7 separate regions of the Mus musculus genome follow, and all the other regions are linked to region 1. A link is a contact called in public HiCAR-type and promoter capture Hi-C data. All regions are on one chromosome and are shown on one strand. The core of a region is the stretch at or near the end of the contact, and the rest is flanking DNA. Distances in the headings are between cores, read along the strand shown. Region 1 holds the start of Ap2s1 (adaptor-related protein complex 2, sigma 1 subunit). Region 2 holds the start of Tomm40 (translocase of outer mitochondrial membrane 40). Region 3 holds the start of Apoc1 (apolipoprotein C-I). Region 4 holds the start of Clptm1 (cleft lip and palate associated transmembrane protein 1). Region 5 holds the start of Relb (avian reticuloendotheliosis viral (v-rel) oncogene related B). Region 6 holds the start of Ppp1r37 (protein phosphatase 1, regulatory subunit 37). Region 7 holds the start of Nkpd1 (NTPase, KAP family P-loop domain containing 1).

Region 1 (2,989 bases), core at 289-2,788:
GGAAAGGGGAAAATCAGGGCTCAAGGGTTCCCTGCTGGGAAGCCTAGTTTGAAGCCCTGTCTGTCCAGTCATATATGCTCTTGCCCATTTTACAGATGACAAAGCTAAGACCCATAGTTATCACAACCAGAAAGCAGAGCTAGTTCCTCCAAGTCTTTACCCTGAGCCCTGGATTCTTTACTGGCTTCCATGGTCTTTCCCGAGCCTCATTCTTCCCTCAACCTATCTGCCTTATTCAACCTAAGCAGAAAACCACAAACAGGATGTTACATGCCCCTTCCAAGAACTACTTCTGCTGAGCCAGGGAAACCCAGGAAGGGAAGGGGGTGGGCACAGGAGCAGAAGGGAAGAACAGCTGGAAGCAAGGCTGAGTTAAGCCCTCTGTGTCCTACCCCACTTCAACCAATACTTCTTTCTGTTTCCCTCAATGAGAATCGTTTCACTCCTGGGAACACATCTGAGCAGCCCCTAGTCCCTACATCCATCCCTCTGCTGTACCCTCAGGGAGCCTCCCGACCACCTCCCCACATTGTTCGTTGTAACCTCCATCCCCCTGACCCCAGCACCTTTGGCCCCGACTCCGGGAAGCTTCACCTGTCCTTCATTACAAGCACCCCTTCTCCCTGTCCAAGGCTGGCCTCCCTTTTTACAAAGGTCGCATCGAACCTCCAAGACCTCTACTCACCTCCTGTTCTGACATCCCCCTCCCAAGTCTTCTTCTCCAAGTCCCTATCCAAAGAACTCTTAGTTCCAAAAGGCCCGTCTTGGAGGTGGAGGTTCCCCTAAATCCAGTGCTCAGCCCTTCTCCCAAAGCTCCCCCTCCTCAAATGTGACGCCTCCAAGTCTACTCTGCACCCCGGACCTCTCCTCTGTGGAACATTCTGTTCAGTTGCTCCCCATTTTCTTCTAGAATCCACTTTCTACTGCTACAGCCCTCTCTCCTCTTGCAGCAGCCTAACTCTAATCCTACAGGGGCTAACTTCCGGCCTCCAGGGTCCTCTTCTTCCCCTGGAGAGCATCTACCCTGGCCATATCCAATTTGCCCCAACACTAGCTCTCCTTAAAACCAGCTCCTTCCTTCTCATAAGGAACCCTCTCTACCCTGTCTGTAGAGTCTCTGGTTCTTTTCCATCATCCCTTCCTCATCTCCAATATCTTCTCCCGCCTCTGTGGTTTCAAAATCACCCCCAAATGTCTCCCACCAAGGCAGTCCCTCCCCTGGACACTCCTTCCCCTCCAAATCCTTTGCTTGGAACCACAAGCACACCCCGCAGCGCAGCATCCAGCCCCTGATCCCCATTCCTGACCCCAATCCCGAGAACCCGCGCCCGGCCCGGATCATCCGCAGCAGGAGGAAGCTTGTCACCTCCAAACCGAAACCCCGGGGACCGTACGTGAACCACCCCCCTCTGCCTGTCCCCGGTACGACGCTCCCCCCGTTACCATGGCGACCCCTGTCTGGACCCCAGAGGCCCGGGTCCCGCTGTAACAGGGCGGCTCCGGCTCTGCTTGCAGTTGTGGGGCCCAGGGCTAGAACTGACTTCCGGCAGGAGAACCCGCCTTCCTTCTCGGGCACGGCCCTCTGGGAGTTGTAGTTTAAACGCACGCGTTGGCAAGGGTGGCCCCGGTCTAACGCCTTCCCAGCATGCTCTGCGACTGCCCTTTTTCCTATCAAGAGACCTAGTCGCCAAATGCGAGTACCAAATGCATTGTGGATGAAGGACTCTGAATAAGGACAATTTCCATAGGTTAAAAGTAGACTGAGTGAGCGTTGCATTTCGGGAAATGTGGTTCTAGTGCTCCTCGATCCCAAAGCTACCAGCAAGGACATGCTGGGAATAGTAGTTTTTTCTTTTCAACTTTGCTTTAAATTATAACATATAATGTGCTTTGATAATATTTCCCCATTATTATTAGCTTACTTCTTTCTCCTCCACCAAAACCCTTTCTTCCCCAAAGTGTTCCTTTTTTCATGTATGTTTTTCTTGCGGAGCGTGTGACCCACGGCATTGATCTGGGGTTGCGGATGTGAGCGTTACTTACTTGGGCATGGGCATCTTTTAACAGAATACACTACTGGGAATATGACCCTCGCACCCTCGGCGACTGGTTTTTAATTTTTTGCTTATTTTATGTATTTGAGTTCTCACCTGCATGTAGGTAAGTCTATAGTATGCCTGCAGTGTCCACAGAGGTGGAAGACAGCATAAGAACCTAGGAACTGGAGTTTGGGAGCCGAATCTGCTAGAGTAGCAAAAGCTCTTAAACACTGAGTCTTCTCTCCAGCATCTCAATCCGTGCCCACCTGTGGTGAAATGCTGATGGGCCTGGTCTCCTACAGGCCTTGAGCAGTAACTCCCAGCTGCTGTAAGGTTTGGCATCATCTCTGTCACGTTCAGAAGGCATGTTTCACTCTTCCCTCCAGTGATTTTTTTTTTCCTTTAAACTCGGGTTTTAAAAAAATATTTATTATATGTAAGTACACTGTAGCTGTACTCAGATACTCCAGAAGAGAGCATCAGATTTCGTTACCAATGGTTGTGAGTCACCATGTGGTTGCTGGGATTTGAACTCAGGACCTTTGGAAGAGCAGTTGGTGCTCTTAACCGCTGAGCCATCTCACCAGCCCCTAAGCTCAGGGTTTTATGTATCCCGGACTGGCCTAGGACTAGCCTTGTAGGGGAGGATCAGTTGGAGTCCTGATCCTGCAGCTTCTGCCACCAAAGGGGCTACAGTATAGGCATATGCCACCACACCAGTCTTAGGAAAAGTAGGTTATTTTATTTTATTTTACTTTTGAGACATGGTTTCTTATGTAGTCCTGGCTGTCTTGGAACTCACTCTGTAAACCAGGCTGGACTTGAACTCAGAGATCTGCTTACCTGGACTTAAGGTATGCACCACTGATGCCCAGCAGAAATAGTGTTAAACAAGTCATTACGCTGTGGACCTAAAAATGTAACTAACTGCCTTTCTATGCTTACGCAGT
Region 2 (2,989 bases), core at 161-2,660, 3.0 Mb before region 1:
TGCTCTTATCCTGAGGACTACTGAATTCTTTTAACCCCTACCCAGTGAGATGAGAACTACATATCCCTCTTTAGGGGATGGTGTGTGTATGTGTGTGTGATGGAGAATCTGGGCATCTGGGTTGGGAATTTTATTTTGTAAGCATTTCCTACATAATATGAGTTTCTACTTTGATAAAGTCTTGTGTTTTCTGTGAGATGTGAAGTGAGTGGGGTACAATGAGGCCTGAAGCTTGAAAGGCATCCGTGATCTGTAAGTCAACAGAGAATGGACTCCCCTCCCTCCCCAAAAAGTCAAAAAAAAATGCCCCAGAAATTAATGAGTCATAAGCAAAACCGCATCAACCAAAAGAAAAAACGGTAGGCATGCAAGAAGTGTCTAAGATCATGAGGCAAATACTATTTTCAATGAAGCCCCCAAGGCGTGATGGGTAATGGAGCTAAACGAATGAGCCAGAAGCAAAGTAAGAAACGAGGGCTGTAGGCGTAGTGGGTAGTCGCCAGAAGGTAAAAGATTCCAAGATAGTTCATTAGAGAAAGGCCGGAAGGATGGGAAACGTGAACAGGCAGACACGAGCTAAACCGAGCCAAGGGATTGAAGCTCAATGAATGGGGGAATGAATGCTGGGTAATGGGAAAGGAATGAATGGGCCAAAGATAGAAGCTACAGTGACGCAAGGAGCAGACGGCATGATGGGTAAAAAAATAAAAGGGGGTGGGGGGGTCAAGGCAGCTGCGGCGTTAAGGGAGAAAGCGGCATTGTGGGTAGGCAGAGGCCGGCAGGTTATCCCAGAACTGGTTTGAAACCTTCCCGAGGCACTGTGGGAAGGGGCAGCACTTCCGGCTTTACCGTCGGGGACCCTGCCTCTCCACCGCGGTGCCTGTCGGGACGCGAGACCTGACCTTGCTGCCTAGCAGCGTCTGCAGCGCAACGCACCTCTACTGATGTCCCCTGACCCTGGCGCATTGGCCAATGAGAGACCTAGCACGCACGTCACCATGGCCGGCCCATTAGACATACTGTAGCCAATTAGAATGTGAGTTGAGCCAAGGTCCACCAATAGTCAAGGCATTTTCTGGGGCGGGTCTCCGCGCCTCCAAAAGGAGGGCGGGGCAATGAGCAGGTAGGCGTGTCAATGCGTGTGCTATCGACAAATAGCGAACTAGCTCCAGCCCCGCGGCGTCGCGAACCAATGAACTTGGGATACACGAGCCAATAGGAAGGTAGAGGAAGCTGCACTGACTGATTTCGACTAGGAACCAATAGGAGTAGGGCTTCAACAGAAGGGTGGAACTTCCTGCTAATTCTCCAATAGAATGTCTTTCTTCTAGGGCGGTGGGCGGATCTCGGAGGACACCGAACCAATAGAATCCATGGGGCGGGAAAACAGCGGTGGCGGCGGCGGCAGCGGGTTCGGTTGCGCTTAGCGCACGGGGTAGGAGCGGAGCCCAGGCCGGGAAGAGGAGCCGCCGCGGCCGCCAGTGAGAGCCGAGTCCGCTTTGGGTGGGAAGGGCCTGGGGTTGCATCCGGGGGTGTGCGTGTCGCCCCGATCCCTGCCCTCTGACCTTTCCCCTCGCAGATACCATGGGGAACGTGTTGGCTGCCAGCTCTCCGCCCGCAGGGCCACCGCCGCCTCCTACGCCGTCCCTCGTGGGGCTCCCGCCGCCGCCTCCTTCGCCGCCAGGCTTCACTCTGCCGCCGCTCGGCGGCGGCCTGGGCACTGGGTCAAGCACTGGCCGTGGTTCGGAACGGACTCCCGGGGCTGCGGCCAGCGGCGCTGCGGCGGCCTCGGAAGATGGGAGCTGCGGATGCCTGCCCAACCCGGGGACGTTCGAGGAGTGCCACCGGAAGTGCAAGGGTGAGGGGCGCCAGGCCCGAGTAGCCCCAGGGAAAGGGAAGGGACCCCCCGGAGGATTGGCGCACATCGTTGCAATCATTAAACAGAACGTTGGAAGCTGATGATGGATTGGAAGGGTGGGACCTTGAACTTGGGGCTCGAAACTGCGATCAGATGATGAACTCGTTGGGGAAGAATGCCACAGCAGGAGGGAGAAGTCTTAGGGTACTGAGAGCCAGGGGACCAACCCCACCAAGATTCAGGAGTGTGATCAGGAAGGGAATTATAGTCCAAGGTCACGGTGTCAAGAGGTTTTCCCCAATGTTCCTGTGAGGGGTTCGACCCAAGGATCCTAGCCTAGGATCTTTTGACAATTTGATCATAAGAGGGAGGACATTCTTACTCTCGATAGTTAAGTGTGTTAACTTACTAAATACTGAGGACAGTTCTGTGTGGTGAGAACTGTAAGCATGAGAAGTTAGGCAGGAGAGTGAATTTCCTAAGTTGAGGTGACTGCACTGGGTTTAAAATGTGCAAAGGGCCAAGGTTCCTCTAGTGGTGGAATTAGTGAGATAAGAGTTTGTGAAGAGAGCTTGGGATGGGAGAAGAATCTGGGGTATGACAGCATCTCTCTTCTGCAGAGCTGTTTCCAGTTCAGATGGAAGGTGTCAAACTTACAGTCAACAAAGGGTTGAGCAACCGTTTCCAGGTGAGCCTTTCTGGTGCCTTGACCCTCCAGAGGTCACAACAGCGATACTCCTCCATGCATACAGATCCCCTCACTCTTAAAGGCTTGGGGTTTTTGGTAGGTAGCAAGATTCAGATAGCACTCCAATGGCACCACTGGCCAGGGCAGAGGTGGGAAGATCGTACTCCCAAGACCAGACCAGCATGCATCAAAAGACCCTATATCAAAACATAAAAGACAAACTAACAGGAAGACTCAAGAATTCCAGGGTGACTACTTGGGGCCTGGGGGAGTTAGGGTTTAGGAATCCATAATTCTTACCCTACAAAGTCAAGTAGGAGTGGAAACGGTGAGTGTGGCGCCCACCCCAGCACCACTTTCTCACTAGAAACCTTTAATCTCGTCAGGTCAGGCCTGGTGTTTTGTTGGATCCCTGGGCATTGATGCTGCTAGTCGTGGCCTGA
Region 3 (2,989 bases), core at 309-2,808, 3.0 Mb before region 1:
GACTGTGCCTGGTCTTCCTGTCTCTACCTAACAAATGATGGTGGGATGCAGGGATGTACAACCAGGAGCAGAGCCTTACTTCTAAACGAAGAAGGAACCCCACCTCCCTGTGGGCAGACCTGGAGGTGGGGCAAGGACCACAGAAAGACATTACAGAACTAGGATCGTGAAGGAAGTCATGGAGGCCAGCCTGTTGTACAGAGTGAGTTCCAGGACAGCCAGGGCTACACAGAGGAAAACAAGAAGGAAAAAAAAAAAAAAAAAAAGAACTGAATGACTAGCAGTTTTAGAACCTTAGCTGTGTGCTTCCCGTACCCTACCTGTGGCACAGGAAGCCCTTGTTGCTAAGAGTAGGATGACACTGGAAGCACCAAGCACTGGGCAGAGTAAGGGGGAAATCTGTTACATTATTCAGATGGGCGCTTGAGGACTGAGCAGGACTCCTTTCAAGAAGCAAAAGGGTCAGGCCTGGTGCCCACAGGGACTGGAAGCTAGCTAGCGCCGAGTTGGCCCCAGAGATGTCGCAACCCAGCCAGGGTCGAGAATCTGTTCCACCCCTTTCACAACCATCCCCCTGTTGTCGTCGTCCCCACCCCCACCCCCGCCCCAACTGACACGTGGGTTGCAGGGGCACCAGGCCAGCCAACCTAGAGTCTGGGCCCCTTAGCCACCAGCTGCCAGGGGGTCACTGTCGGTCAATGACAGCTCTGGGGGAGGGGGGGAGAAGGGCCTTGGACTCTAGCCTGAGAGAAAGGATGTTGTGGAAGGAGGGGGCAGGGAGGCAAGTTTAGGGCCTGCAGGGGCCTAGGAGGCCCCACAAGACCTAAAAACGGGGGAAGGGGGGTTGTGCCAGTTAGGGGACACTATGGAGCTCTGCAAGCTAAGAGGCTCTTAGCTTCTTTGCAGTTTTGACTAGCTGAAGAGGCAACTTCTAAGGAAGGGAGATGAGGGGATGCCAAGATCCCAGAGAGCATCCGAGGAGGTCTGAGGGTGTGCAGATGCAAAGGCATTGGAGGTGAAGGGAGCCAGGGTGCAGCATCCGGGACAGAATGTGAGCTGAGGCTCCTGGTCAAGGAGAAGGTAGAGAAGAGCTAACCTGAGGATGCAGTGTGAGCTAGGGGTGAGATGGGGGTGAGGGGAGTTGTTTGTAAGACCCCCCCCCTTAAGGTGGGACAGCCTCAGAGAGAGAGTGAGTAGGCAGAGCAGCCAAGGCTGGGTGGAGATCAATGAGATTTGGAAGTGAGGATGCTGACCAGTGACGAGCCTTGGGCCTAAATAAAAAGCCTGGATGTGGGATCTGCCTCCCAGTATCGACCAGAATGACAGAAGAGAGTGGGCTGGTTGTGTTGGTGTTGGTGCATGCCTGTAATCCCAGCAACTCACTAGAGAGGCAGAGGCAGGAGCATCACAAATTCCAGGCCAGCCAAAAAGCCTATGTAAAAAAAAAAAAAAGAGAAAAAAGAAAAAAGAAAAAGTAGGTGGACACAGAGACAAGGGGGAGGCTCAGGGGGAGGGCGACCAGCTTGCTCCGCCCCCTCCCCAACCGGTTAAACCTCTGTGCAGGATCCTCCCACCGCCATGGGCCTCCTGAGAGATCCTTAGATCCAGGTTAGTGCATAGGAAAGTGTCCCCCCACTACCTACAGCTAAGGGATTGGGGTGGTGGGATCATGGTGGAGGGCGGTGGTGAATACTAGCGATGTCCCCCGCTACCCGTGCGTCTGCCTCCAGGGTGCCCCTCCAACCAGGATGAGGCTCTTCATCGCTCTTCCTGTCCTGATTGTGGTCGTAGCCATGACCTTGGAAGGTAAGAAAGAGCCTTGGAAGGTAAGAAAGAGGCTTGGAAGTGTGAAGTTGGCCTTGTGCCTGCGGCCCAGGCTTAGAAGACCCTCGAGGAGGGCTCTGAGGTCCCTTTCTGTGTCATCATTCCACTACCGCCCTCCCATCGTCCCCCATCCCACCTGCCAGGTGCCTTATTTTTGTGTCAAAGTGGGTGCTGAAGGAGGCAACTCTGTCCAGAAAAGACGCAGTAACCAATGACCTAGGATACCACCCTTTGGAATTGGCTAATCTTCCTAGAAGGGGCGGAGCGTAAAAACAAGGAGGTGAGAGGTGCAGTAAAATCAAGTGTCCAATACCCTCCCCCATGCTAATGAGTTTGCTCGCAACCCTCTCGCGGCAGGCCCAGCCCCCGCCCAGGCGGCCCCGGATTTGTCCGGAACATTGGAGAGCATACCGGATAAACTGAAGGAGTTTGGGAACACTTTGGAAGACAAGGCCCGGGCAGCCATTGAACATATCAAACAGAAGGAAATTTTGACCAAGACCCGGTTAGGACCTTTCAGGGCACGGGCGGGTGGTGTGTGTGTGTGTGCGTGCGCGCGCGCCCGTGTGTAAAAGCCCTAGCAGACAGTTCCACACTGACACAATGGGGAAACTGCACCAGAGTGTTTGACACTTTCCCTGAAGTCATAGAACTGTATCTGAAGTCATTGAACTGGATGTCAAAGTGCTCGTAGTGTGGAGACAGGCGGTGTAACTCCCAGCCAACTGTTAGAGATGTTTCCAAGTCCTAGTGAAGGGCCAAGCTAGGCGGCTGACTGGTTAGGACAGACCCTGACCCCTCCCTGTGTACTCTTGAGACAGGTCATGACTTGAGTCTCCGAGACAGAGAAAGAATGTAGGAGAGTTGGGGCAGGGGCACAGCAGAAGCTGTACAGGCCTGGGCTCTGCAGTTTACACTGGCCAAAGAGAGATTAGGGCATGCTGGGTTAAGAACTAGCCAGGCAGTGGTGGCGCACACCTTTGATCCCAGTATTCATGAGGCAGAGGCAGGCAGATCTCTTTGAGGCCAGCCTGATTGGAGCTAGTTCTAGGAAAGCCAGGGCTACACAGAGAAACCCTGTCTCAACACCACCACCACCCCCCAAAAAAAAGGGCCCAGCAAAGAACAGAAATAGGAGTTTGAGACCAGCCTGGGCTATAGGCAA
Region 4 (2,989 bases), core at 134-2,633, 2.9 Mb before region 1:
TTTGTATCTAATGTAAAATCATGGTGTTCTTGTGCTGTGCCATGAAACAAACGTTCGTGAACCCCAAAAAGACCACCAAGGAGCCAAATCCAAAGCAATTGCATTAGGATCTTTTTATTCAAGCTCTTGTTGCGGTGTAGCCTAGAACTAGTGCTAGGTACCGGCCTGTTAGTTTACTTGAGTTCAATCTTAAGTCAGATTCTCTGAGATGGAGTCTGAACCCAAAGGAATTGGTCTCTCACTTGTTTAATGTGCTGAGACATAACCTGTAATCCCCGATAGCACTCCTAGCACTCCTGAGGATGAGGCTAGAAGATGCCGCAAGTTCTATGCTTGCCACAGCCAGGGCTTCATTTCAAGACCTTTCCCTTTACCCATCAAAACGAACAAACAAAAGGAGAAAATAGGATTATTACTCTCATGTATGTTATGTTTTAATCCCAGTATTCTGGAGGCTGAGGCAGGAGGATCAGGAGTTGAGGCCGGCCTGGGCTACAGAATGAGATCCTGTCTTTGTGTTTAAAGATTCGAGGTTTGCAAGAAAGCACAGACCCCTAATGGAAGACGAGTGCTAAACTAAGCGGCCTAAAAGCGGCTAAGGTCCGGGATGAAGGTGGCTCAGCGGCTAAGAGCATATCTGCTCTTCCAGAGGTCCCGAGTTTACTTCCGAGCAACCACACGGTGGCTCACAACCATCTATAAGGTGATCTGATGCCCTCTGCTGACATAAAGATACAGTGCTCGTGTACATAAAACAAATAAACGAGTCTTTATTTGAAAAAAGTGACTAGGGTCCCATTTCCAGGTGTGGTGTCCGTAAGAAAGCAGATACGGCCTAAGGATGAACTACAGTCTCCGAGGGTTGATGACGAAAGCTTAAGACAAGGAAATCGCATCAGAAGCGAAAAGAACAAAGTAATGACCACCCCTTAGGTCGAAAATCCGCAGCCAGAGAGGGGTTTTCTCTTCAAGAGGGGCGTGGCTCTAGCGAATCGCTACGGTGGCCGGAAAAGCTCCGAAACCATCGACTTTGTAAAACCCGAGAAGAAACGGCCATCCGAACTGCGGTGGAATTGCTTGGGAAGACCATACAATCAAAAAAATAACCATCCACCTTGGCCGAGTGTAACAAGTAGAACCCATGAAAAGAGCATTTCCTGCTATAGAAAGTTCAAGCACTCGGAGAAGTCACTCCCTGCTAGACCAAAACAACCAAATTGCGGTGAAAGGGGCGGACGTCGAGTACGGTGGCCTAGTTGGTCCTTCAAGAGGGCGTGGCTTGAGGCGCTCCATTCTGATACGGAAGCCTGGTGGGGACGGGTTAAGCGTAAAATCTCGCGCGATCGCGCTGGCGCCGTCGGGGACGGGGCGGGGCTGGCGGCGGGGGCGGGGACCCGGAGCAGGAAGATGGCGGCGGCGCAGGAGGCGGACGGGGCCGGCAGCGCCGTGGTGGCGGCCGGGGGAGGCAGCTCTGGTCAGGTACGGAGGCCGAGAGGTGCCTGAGGGGGCTCTTCCCCAGCGGGGGGCACCCCTGCAGGGAGTGTCTTGTCCTTTTTGGAGGAACCCGGTGCACCGGGGGCTCCATGCCCCAGAGGGACCTTGAATATTGGGCCCTGGCGGCGCCCGGCCGCCCAGGAGGCCGGACGGTGGCGGGAACCCGGCCCTGTTGCGCGCCGGGTCTCCTGCAGGCTCGCGCCGGGCGTCCAGCGGACTCCTTGCTCGAGCGGAGGAGAGGGTGGCGCGGAGGGGCGCAGACTCGGTCCTCGACTGTGTGGTTCCAGCCTCCAGCACTGTTTCTAGAGAGGGCTGGTGTTCCTGGTCCGCTCCGCAGTGCCCGAGATCGGGGGCAGTGGTTGGTTAATTGAGAGTTTTCAAGCTCAGGGCAAATACGGTAATTGTGGTGGGTAGAGGGCATGGGCTGCGGAGGCCGACCGACCCATTTCACAGACAAGGATCCGAGGGACGACAAGACGAAGGCGCTTGTAGAAGGTCACCCAGGTTAGTTTTGGTGTCCGTTCTAGGAAAAAGCTGACTGTGGGTGGTCTGGGCTGAGATGGGCGCTGTTTTAGCCCAAGCTGATCAAATAAATAGAGAAATAATTGATCCAGGCGCGTTTGCCTCCCAACCCATTACCACCTCAAATAAACTGAGACCTCAGAGCATAGCAGTTCACTCAGGCACCGTGCAGGCTTCTGCTGGAATTGATGGAGTGGAAGCAAGGTGCTGTCGACCCACCCACTGGGATGTCACTGCCGTGTAGGAGGCAGCTCAGGGGTGAGGAGTACCGACTGGGAGGGGTGCATGTAGCTGACTGGATGTGACCTTGGACAAGTTTTCTTCCTTTGGGTCTTTATTTCCCCAGTGGTTAATGGAGGACTTGGGCGAGAGGGCCAGCCTTATGGCTATAAAGATGTCTCCAGTCATGTCCCTGCAGTGAGGGGAGTGGGAGAGGAGATGGTAGCGTAAACAGACTCGGGAAGTGACAGAAGTCGGGATGAGGGGCTGTAGGGTCTCAAAGGAGGGGGACAGATACACTCAAGTGATGAGGTAGAACCCACCTTTTCTGACTGAGTCTTTCTGGCATTTCCAACCAGACCTTGGGTGCACACAGCTCAGGAAATTGCTGGTTTATCCCTGCTGTGGTGAATACACCAGCGGGGTCTGCAGGGACGTCCTAGCCTCTGGTCCTTGGGACTGGCTCCTGTAAGTTTCTGTTGATTATTGGGTGGCAGTGGCGTGAGAGACTGTTGAGCTTCCAGTCACATGTGGAGCCTCTCTGGTTCCCATCTCTGCTCTAAATCTTTGCTTTGTGACTTTGGTCAGGGTCTTCCTATGAAGCTAGGGCCGATGGTGGCCCTTCTGCTTCAGCCTCCCAAGTGCTGGGATGACAGTCTACTTCTAATCCTAGCTTATGCTTGAAAAGTTTTAATGCTCATACTTTGGCCTTCAGGATAAAGTACACATTTTTTTTTTCTTTTTCTTTTTTCTC
Region 5 (2,989 bases), core at 326-2,825, 2.9 Mb before region 1:
CTCAGTTTTGCTTTTGAATTCACAGTCGTGTCTCAGATCCAGGCAATCAACACAGGTCCTCCAACATGCTAGGCAGGTGCTCTACCACTAAGCCACACCACCAGCCCAATTTTCCCCCTCTTCTCCCCCTTCTTTTTTGTTTTATTTTGTTGGTTTGCGTTGAGACAAGGGCCTGCTATGCAGTGGAACTCACTACTTGTCAGTGGATCTCCTGCCTCTGTCTGTCCAGAATGGGCATATTGTGGCTACAATATCTTTCTGTGTGCTGCTGAGAACACAGCCTAGAATCTCATACATGCTAGACAAGCATTCTATCACAAGCCACATCCTCAGCACTACAGTTGGAAAACCTCAAGGAAAGCAGTGATTGGTGTGTGTGTGTGTGTGACTGGCAAGCTTATTCTATGGGAGATGTCCACTCCTGGGCTTGCTTATGACACTGGAACATTTCCCTCTGGTACAAAGTGAAAAAGAATATGATTCAGTGTGAAAGTTACATGATATTCCCATTTCTATATTTATCAAATTATGTTCTAATAGAACATAGCCACATCCCTGTTTCTGGTCCTTGGCTGTTTATGTAAGATGGCACATTTGAAAATTAAGACCATTTGGTTCTCAAAGCCTGAGCCTAATGTCTTTCATTGCAAGAAAAGGTTTGCTCTAAGCTGGACGTGATGGTAGGTGCCTGGGATCCCCAGGACTCAGGCTGAAGCAGATGGATTATCATGAATTCAATGTCAACCAGAGCTACATAGCAAAACCAAAACAATGCTCTTTGCTTTGGTGTGCAACAGTAGATACCGGTGCCACATCATTCACTGCTGCAGTTTTCTGCCTCTGGAGCAAGAAGTGGGCCTGGTTTTAGTAATGCTGTACCCTAGTTTTCATTACAGGCTGCAGCATATGGCAAGTGCTTAATTATGCGTAGGTTGCTTGAATCATTGATCACACATGCTATGATAGAAGGGGAATGGAACATACAAGTTTCTATAGGTTTCTATAGGTTATAGGTGCCATATATCACCAACGGGCTGGGACTGTAGCTCAGTATTCATGAAGCCCTGGGTTCAACACTCAGTGCTGCATAGACTAGGTGGTGGTTCATGCCTGTCGTCCCAGCACTGTGGAGGGACGAATCTGAAGGATCCATGGGGGCAAAAGGATCTGCAGTTCAAGGTCATCGGTCTGGGCAAGATGAGACCCTATGTAAATTTTACTTCAAACAAATTATCAATGGCTGCTAACTTCCCACTCCTGGCTTCATTTGCCAGCCTGAAAGATAGCAGGTTCAAGCCCTCGTAGGGGAAATGGAATGCCCATTTCTCAGCTTGTTCTGTGGGTAGGGCGCAAGTGGACCCGGACGGACCTCAGTGGTCTTGGCCAAGGCAATGGGCAGCGACTCGCACCCGGACCCTGCGAAGTGCCAAGCCTTCGCTTCCCGGCCGACCCCGCCCCCGCAGTCACGTGAGCAGCGGGGGTTTTCCCATTCCCTTTGACGTGACGTCACGGAGGGGTACGAGCCAATGGGTGCGCAGGCCGGCGGCGCCGGGGAATTCCGCCGCCCCGCCCCCGCCCGCCGCCCGCTCGGCCCGGCGCCCCCCGCAGCCCCGGGCGCCGTGCGTCCAGCCCGGCCTTCGGCCCTAGCCTTGCACCGCTTGCCCGGCCGGTGATCGTCCCAGCCGACCGGGCTGTCCGACTGCCCGGCTTGCCCTCGTGTGCGCTCGCCCTGAGCTGGCCTTCGGGCTGTCGGTCCCTACGGGCCGGGCCATGCCGAGTCGCCGCGCTGCCAGAGAGTCCGCGCCCGAGCTAGGGGCCTTGGGTAAGCAGAGTGGAACCTCTGGGGCGGGGCTCGGGCTCGGGGAGTTCGGGGCGCTCGGAGTCATCTGCGGGTTTCCGCAGGATTCGCGCTTCGGTGCGGAGAGTACAAGGGTGGCGGGGACACTGCGCGAGGGATAAGGCAGAAGGTAGAGGATGGTGAAGGGTCTTGCCGGGGAGATACAGGCTAGGCGTCCCGCTAAGGAGTGAGAAGGGGGCGGGGCCTGAGCCTGAGGCAAAGAAGGGGGCGGGCCGGGCGGCGGTCGAGAGGAGGGGCGGGGCATAACTCTGAAGGGGAGGAGCCATACACACAGGGGCGGGGCAAACTCAGAGGAGGCTTCTGGTTTACAGAGTGGGTGAGGCTGCTCTTAGGAGTAAGGGGCGGAGCCTAATTCGAGGAAGTGGCTTTATTCTCTCCAAACAAGGGGGACCCTTCTCCCGCAAGGCTTAGGCCTTTAGAGGCAAAGAAAGAGGCGGGGCCCAGCTTCAAGATTTAAGGAGGAGCGGTGCCTGACCTCGAGGAGGAGGATCCAGGACTGTGCTTGACAGGAAATAGGGGCGGGGTCAGGCTCCAAGAGCAAGAAGAGGTGTGTGGCTCAGTGAGTGGGCGGGACTTACCCTTGGGTTGGGGTGGGGGAAAGTGGGGCGTAGTGGCAGGTCTAGGGAAAGGGCAGGGCCTGTTTAGAAAACGAAGGGCGGGGCCTGACGATGGGATTGAAAAGGGGCGGGGCCTGCAGCGAGATGGGGGAGAGGAAAGTTCTCCAGTGACGAAGTATTGGGGCTCGGATTTCGCCCTGAGGGAAGAACGGAGACGGGGGTTTTCCTGAGGCATCAGGAGTCCTCCAAGTCCCACCTTAATGGGGAAAGTAGCGGATATTGAGTGATGATTGGCGGAGTCAAAGGCAGAAACGAAAAGCCAGAACTTTTTTCAAGAGTTAGAGAAGAGCCGGTTGTGGTGGCGCACTTGGGAGGCAGAGGCAGGCGGATTTCTGAGTTCGAGGCCAGCCTGGTCTACAAAGTGAGTTCCAGGACAGCTCAGGGCTATACAGAAAAACACTGTCTCGAAAAACCAAGAAAAAAAAAAAGGAGTTAGAGAAGGCTGGCCTGCACCTGAGCTCGGTAAGGAGGAGGGACTTTATTCAAGGGACCAAGCCAGAGAGAGGAGCAGGCT
Region 6 (2,989 bases), core at 137-2,636, 2.8 Mb before region 1:
TTTTACCCTTCCTCAGTTTGCTCTAGCCGTCTAGTGAGGGAGTCTGTGTCCCCTGTTTCAGCCCCTTGTCACTAGAAATCTTTCAGTACATGATATCTGGAAGCAGTTCCTAGCTAAGCACAGTGACCCAAGTCTGTAATCCCAGCATTTGGTGTGGGGAAGGGGGTGTAGAGGCAGGAGGAGCCAGAGATAAAGCCTGTCTTTCCTACATGGCAAGTCAGCGGGCAGCCTGGATTACATGAGAACCAGTAAAACCAAACAAAACCCAACCCTCCCCCCCCAAACAAAGCCCACTTAATGCCTTTTGGAGTTCAGAATGTAACTGAAGGTTTGCATTAATTATAGGGGCTTTTGGTACTTCTCAGTCTCCAAAGTGTGCTAACCCCCAACTGTGAAGAGGAAAGCAGCTACCCTTAGCAGTGGTCTCAGTTATCAGTTCACACTGGAGCCTCCCTCCAGTTCCAGCCTAGCTCTCTACTTGGCAATGCTGTGCTCGACCCTCCTCAAATCCCGTTCTGTGGTTTCAGTCCCTGTGCCAGTGGGCTTTAATGAGCTGAGAAGGAAAAGCGAAAGTGCCCAGATGAATCCTGAGCTTTGGAATCGACCCCTTGGAGGTGTGGCTTAGGCTCGCTCAGGTTTGGTCAGCTGGTTCATCCCGAGCCTTTGGAATTCCTGCTCCCAGTTTTTGTTTTGTTTTGTTTTTATAGCAGGTTCATGAATACCTAGCAGACTCGTCTAATATTGTAATTTACATTTGATACAATTTTGACGAAAATTGTGCTAAAGTGTGCTCTTCTGTCGCTTCTGTCACTTGTACGTACTCATCCGATATTCAGCTTGGCTCTCAGCTCTCAGCACCTCCATCACTTTATCCTGCTCCCAGTACTTGGCTTAGCCCCACCAGGGTCTCCTGCTGTAGCACCTGCTTGTCTGAGGCTCCCTTTGTAATCCAGCCTAGCCTCGAATTCGCAACCTCCTCCTTCAGCCTCTCCAAGGCTCGGTTCACAAGGCGAGTCACTACCATGTCCAGCAAGTGGTTTTTTAATTAATATCTGATCCGTATTTTATATTTTAAGTTACTCATTTCTTGTAGACGCGTAGAAATCAGAGGACAATTTTGTGGAGGCGATTCTTCTATTTTTACGAACTCAGACGGCTTTAGCCGCTGACAGCCCTCTCGCAGGCCGCGGTTATAGGATTTGTATTGAATCCTTTCCCGAATTACTTGGGCTTGTGACGAATGTGCGGGAGCCTGACTGTTGACAGCTTGGCTTGTGGGGGGCGGGAGGGGGCGGCTAGAACTCGCGCATGCGCGGCGCTCCGGGAGACAGCGTTCATAGGCCCCGCCTCTGTGTTCTGCAGTTTGGCTCTGCAGATTCGCCGGTCACGTTTCTTTTTTCCGCGGAGCTTACTGTTCTTTGTTCCGGTCTTCCTGTCGTCCTCGACACGGTTTTTTTTCAGAGCAAAAGCTTGAGTCGGTGCTATGCTTTTCTCGGTACGCAGCGGGCCCTTCGGCTTGTAGCGAAAGTGTGGCTGCGGAAGAGCAGGTACTCGCGGAGCTCGGCGGAGGCGCGTTGGGGCTCCCGGCGACTGCGACGACGACGACGACGACGACGACGAACGGAGCGGACGGAGGCGGCGCTTGAGGCAGCGGCGAAGCCCATGCCCCGGAACGGCGGGAGGACCCGGAGAGACGAGTCCGGGGCCCGGGGCATGTCCCCGGGGCCCCCGTGAGGAGGAGGAGGCGGCGGCGATGGAGATCCCGCCGCAGGAGGCTCCGCCCGGGCCGGGCGCGGACGCCGACGCGGACGCGGAGGCCGAGACCGAGGAGGCCTCCGCCGAAGCTGAGTCTCCTACCGGGACCTCGCCCCCGGCCGATGGCCGCCTTAAGGCTGCTGCCAAGCGTGTCACGTTCCCATCTGACGAGGACATCGTGTCTGGAGCGGTGGAGCCCAAAGACCCCTGGAGACACGGTAGCTTTGGCGAGGGTTGCGGGGGAGAGCCTAGAGGCGGGTGGGACCGCCATAGGGCCGACCCCCACGGAGGTGGCCCGCGGCAAATGGTACTTATTGGTGATTTCAACGGTGCCTAGGTTAGAGCTGGAGGCAGAGAGGGGTTGGCGGGAGAGCTGGAAAGGTCCACAGGACTGGGTTTTCAAAGCCTAACCTTGTTTGGGAGTTTGGGAGGCTGGCAGCCAGCCTTTGAGTTCATGGTACACTCAGGGATAGATGAAGAGAGCCTGGTTATAGTATTGGGGGAAAGGTAAGTGCCTGAGTCCACGGGATGGTGAGAGCGAAGCAGCTGGTCTGTAAACCAGGAGGCAAAGCGTAGCCGGCTATGGCCATTGCTCTTTTGGCTGAAACGAGGACGGAAATAAACCCAGACTGTACAGAAGTTTGTAAACCCTCCGACTGGGAAAGGAGGGTCAGAGGCAGCAGGTAGTAAAGCAGAGGACGAGGTGGCCAGTTTGCCTGTGTGCGAGGAATTCCGCAGTAAGGTTCGGCAGCAGAACGCGGAGCCCGCTTTTACCAGGGTTTACCTGGGGAAGGACTCGGCAGTATTCCCTACTCAACAGAAGGTGACTTACATGTTGGGAGATGGGAAGATCTAAGATCTAGGCCTGTTGGTGGGGAGGTGGAACTGGACGGGCACTTGGAGGAGTGCATTGGCTTTGATGGCTTTGAAAGGGAAAAGGTTGCTGGGGAGATGGACACAGGCTAATCCCATTTCTGAGCTGAATTGTGTTTTGCTTGGGTGGAGCCTGTGAAGTGAGGTCACCCACTGGCCGTGTTCTATGGAAGCTAACCTGCTTGTCCAGGAACAGACAGACACGACTGCCAGGCTGTGGGCAGCAGAGTGGGCAGCTGGTAGCTTTGATGTATGTGGGCACGGGTGGGGGTGTGGTGGGGGGGACTTGGTTGCAGGAAATGATACACTGGGAGCCCGCCATAAATGCCAGTTTGACTAGTAATTATCAAAGAGACCGAGG
Region 7 (2,989 bases), core at 318-2,817, 2.8 Mb before region 1:
AGGCAGATAAGGACGCAGCCCCAGAAGGAAGGCCTCAGCTGAGCACCGGCGCCGTAGGAGGTGAAGGAGCCGCAGGCTGCCGGTGCAGGCAGTGGCCGCGCCTCGGTGGGCTCGCTGGGCTCCAGGAGGGCGCCGGCTGCAGAGGGTAGGGCTGGGCCGCTGCTGGCCGTGGCTGATACTGCGGTGGGTGTGGAGGTGACAGGCTTGGGGGCGCTGGCTGGTTCCATGCGGGCAGCGGCGATCGCGGGTGACCCCTTCTGGGCCCCGCGAACTGGACCGAGCCGCTGCCGCAGAGGGCTGGGAGGTAGGGGTGGGGGTTGTCGCTGCTGCTGCTGCCGCCGCTGTCGCTGCGGAATGAGGGGCTGGGGACACCGGCGACAGCCGCTGCCACCTCGGTGGCTATGGTAGGTCTGCTGCCAGTGAGCCTGGGGGGACAGCTGATAGGGCCCATGGGTGTGAGTGGCCACCGGGTCCTGGTACCACTGACGGCAGCATCCTAGAAGGAAGGAAGTGGAGGTGACTGGGACTGAGTCCCAGTCCCCCAGGGGACGCTGGCTTGAGCCAGGTTGTGCTGTTTGGTGAGGCTGGATTGGAGCATCCTTGGGAGCCCCAGAGGCCCCAGAAGAGAGAGGGGCTCAAAGGACCCAAGGGAGGGGCAGGGGCAGAACACACAGGGTTTGTGTTTTTCAGGGAGGACAGAGAGAGGACACCATTGGATATCCATGCATCTTGGCATCCCAAAGACTGAGACTAATTTCCTATATTCCACGGGGGTCCCCACTACAGTCTCAGTGTGAGGATGTTTGAGGGCCTGGCTAGATAGAAGTGGCCAGCGTGGTAACCATGGAGGAAGGAGGGACGGGCCAAGAGCTAGGAAGGCAGGTGGGCCCTGAGCTGCCAGACCCCAGGAGTCTGTGACAGTCTTAACAGGAAGTCACCGGGCCCTCCTCACTTGGTTATTGTGGGAACCTGAGCCACCGACTCAAACACACTCAGAGGGGGCCTCCCCTGCTGTCTTTCCTTCTCCCACCATATGGCTCCTCTGGAGGCTGGCCCCTATAGCATGGAGATTTGCAGACAGGACTCCCCTGCTCCCACCCCCCGGGGAACACTCAACCTTTGGACTCTACAGGAGACAAGCACGGGGTACACACCTGTTGTCTCAGGTTCGTGGGAAGCTGGGGCAGGAGGAGTGTTTGAATCTAGGTCAAGGCCAGCCTGGGCTATAGAGTGAGACCTTGCCTTACCCTTTTCAGTAAGACCAGTCCCACTCTGTAGCCCAGGCTAGACCGGAACTTGCAACAATCTTCCCATCTCAGCCTGGAAAAATGCTGGGACTCCAGGCATTGTGCCACAATTGGCTCTTGTGGCTTTTCTCCCTGGACCCCGTTTCTTCCCTTGTGCATAAATTCAGCACCCAGCCACCCCTACCTGCCTCTCCTGACACAACCCACCCCCTCAAAAATGAATCCTTACCTTTTTGGTGCCCCAACTCGGGATCCAAAAGGTATCGTTCATTGGGGGTCCGGGCGTTCTTGGTGAAGTGCACATTGTAGTTCTTCTGCATGGCGGGCCGTGACGTCAGTGGCCCAATCCTACATGGAAAGGTCAGTGTTCAGCTTGGTGGGGCCCCTGGCTCCCTAGTTCTAAGATGGCCCCCGTAACCTTGGACAGGCAAAAGGCACAGTAAAGATTTGGTGGTGGGGTGTTCCTTGGGTCACTGGAGTGAGCACAGAAGTGAGAAGTGGCATGGTCACATGAAAGACAATGGCCAGATGGCTGGGAGATACTGTGGGGCTAGGCGGGGAGTGCAGAGGTTGTGGGGGAGGGCTAGAGGATGCCGATGCAGCCTGATCTGAAAGCCACCAAGCTAGGCTGAAGTCTAAGCGGTAGAAACTGTCCAACATGGTGGCACATGTCTTTAATCCCAGCACTCAGGAGACAGAAGGAGGGAGACCTCTGAGTTTGAGGCTAGAAAGAGCTACACAGTGAGACCTTCTCTCACAAAGCAAAAGCATAAACAAACAAACAAACAAACAAACATGGGGGGGGCTAAACAGGGAGATGGAAAGAAGGGAGGTCTGGGGAACGATGGCCTTCTGCGGAGTCACAGGCAGCCTCTGGGGGGCAGCGTGTGTTACAGGCTCAGAGAATGAATCAAAGCTGAGATGGGAAAGATACTGTCTGGCCCAGGACGATGAGAATCTGCGTGATTGGGGTTGGGGGGCCAGGTCAGTGGCCCCACCTGCCACCGCACGCCCCCCCGCCCCCCCCCCCGCCGATCCCTGCCCCCACCCCGCGTCCATCCCAGCCTGAGCTCTCAGTACCTACCTGGTGGTGGCCCCGCGGCCCCAGCTCCCTGCCCGTGGCCCCGCGCAGGCCTGGCTGGAGCCCAGTGGCGCCCGCTCGGCCGGTTCTCCTGCGTGTGTCCCCGCCCTTTGGGCAGGCGCCCGGGATGCTGCTCTCGAGGACTGGATGCCCCTGACAGGATGAACCCAGGAGGGGGTGGAGAGTCCACAGCAACCCTCACACCAGATTTCTGGGCACCTCTTCGGGTTGGGTGGAGGCAGAATGAATCTCAAATAGACCCGGTCTGCGAGTTCCTCTGTCACCCAGCTGTGTGACTGTGGGTCAGTGACTTCATCTCTCTGAGCCTCAGCTTCCTCATTGCTGAATAGGCCAGGTTGGCACCTGCTTTTTGAAGTTGTCAAACAGAGAGTCCGCCCAGCTTGGGGCTGGCCCTTCCGTACAGGACCAGCTGACCCATTTACCTGCTGAGGTAAATTCATTCTCTGAGGCTGCTGTGGGTGCCTCACATAGTACCCAGGCAACAGCACATACAGGGAGCGGCTTCTGAGCCTGACCACTCAGTAGCCTCCTTTATCATCACAACCCACAGAGCTGTGATAGTGCCCACTTCACAAATGAGAAAACTGAGGCCCAGAAACAAAGAGCCCCTTCCTTGCCCCAGACCACACAGAGTAGGGAG

The links. Promoter capture Hi-C pulls out the DNA fragments that hold promoters and counts their contacts. HiCAR-type assays count read pairs that join an accessible place to other places.
Region 2: a contact with region 1 is called in a promoter capture Hi-C map of pre-B cells, with 6 times the contacts expected there. The contact joins the promoter of Tomm40 here to the promoter of Ap2s1 in region 1. A contact is called at or near these places in 3 of 39 promoter capture datasets (hippocampal neurons, liver and pre-B cells).
Region 3: a HiCAR-type map of astrocytes shows a contact between it and region 1, with 6 times the contacts expected there. The contact joins the promoter of Apoc1 here to the promoter of Ap2s1 in region 1. A contact is called at or near these places in 1 of 484 Hi-C or Micro-C datasets (B cells) and 1 of 115 datasets of contacts at active chromatin or transcription factors (astrocytes).
Region 4: a promoter capture Hi-C map of pre-B cells shows a contact between it and region 1, with 7 times the contacts expected there. The contact joins the promoter of Clptm1 here to the promoter of Ap2s1 in region 1.
Region 5: a promoter capture Hi-C map of hippocampal neurons shows a contact between it and region 1, with 4 times the contacts expected there. The contact joins the promoter of Relb here to the promoter of Ap2s1 in region 1. A contact is called at or near these places in 2 of 39 promoter capture datasets (hippocampal neurons and pre-B cells).
Region 6: a contact with region 1 is called in a promoter capture Hi-C map of liver, with 2.6 times the contacts expected there. The contact joins the promoter of Ppp1r37 here to the promoter of Ap2s1 in region 1. A contact is called at or near these places in 2 of 39 promoter capture datasets (cranial neural crest and liver) and 2 of 115 datasets of contacts at active chromatin or transcription factors (astrocytes and embryonic stem cells).
Region 7: a HiCAR-type map of astrocytes shows a contact between it and region 1, with 4 times the contacts expected there. The contact joins the promoter of Nkpd1 here to the promoter of Ap2s1 in region 1. A contact is called at or near these places in 1 of 39 promoter capture datasets (cranial neural crest) and 1 of 115 datasets of contacts at active chromatin or transcription factors (astrocytes).

What each region holds. Positions count from the first base shown.
Region 1 is chr7:16,736,993-16,739,981 of GRCm38.p6, reverse strand. Ap2s1 (adaptor-related protein complex 2, sigma 1 subunit) reads right to left here and starts at 1,538. Exons shown (of 5, transcript NM_198613.2): 1 at 1,444-1,538. The coding sequence starts at 1,446.
Region 2 is chr7:19,713,850-19,716,838 of GRCm38.p6, reverse strand. It overlaps Tomm40 (translocase of outer mitochondrial membrane 40), which reads left to right and starts at 1,410. Exons shown (of 10, transcript NM_016871.2): 1 at 1,410-1,481; 2 at 1,580-1,858; 3 at 2,479-2,546. The coding sequence starts at 1,585. Nectin2 (nectin cell adhesion molecule 2) reads left to right here. Exons shown (of 9, transcript NM_008990.3): 9 at 1-195. It overlaps Gm38955 (a long non-coding RNA gene), which reads right to left and starts at 1,375. Exons shown (of 2, transcript XR_881874.2): 1 at 850-1,375.
Region 3 is chr7:19,691,228-19,694,216 of GRCm38.p6, reverse strand. It overlaps Apoc1 (apolipoprotein C-I), which reads left to right and starts at 1,558. Exons shown (of 4, transcript NM_001110009.2): 1 at 1,558-1,608; 2 at 1,731-1,806; 3 at 2,182-2,329. The coding sequence starts at 1,749.
Region 4 is chr7:19,663,424-19,666,412 of GRCm38.p6, reverse strand. It overlaps Clptm1 (cleft lip and palate associated transmembrane protein 1), which reads left to right and starts at 1,383. Exons shown (of 14, transcript NM_019649.2): 1 at 1,383-1,479. The coding sequence starts at 1,408.
Region 5 is chr7:19,628,024-19,631,012 of GRCm38.p6, reverse strand. Relb (avian reticuloendotheliosis viral (v-rel) oncogene related B) reads left to right here and starts at 1,575. Exons shown (of 12, transcript NM_009046.2): 1 at 1,575-1,822. The coding sequence starts at 1,771.
Region 6 is chr7:19,560,795-19,563,783 of GRCm38.p6, reverse strand. It overlaps Ppp1r37 (protein phosphatase 1, regulatory subunit 37), which reads left to right and starts at 1,386. Exons shown (of 13, transcript NM_199149.3): 1 at 1,386-1,973. The coding sequence starts at 1,754.
Region 7 is chr7:19,517,309-19,520,297 of GRCm38.p6, reverse strand. Nkpd1 (NTPase, KAP family P-loop domain containing 1) reads right to left here and starts at 1,567. Exons shown (of 4, transcript NM_027116.1): 1 at 1,477-1,567; 2 at 47-496. The coding sequence starts at 1,567.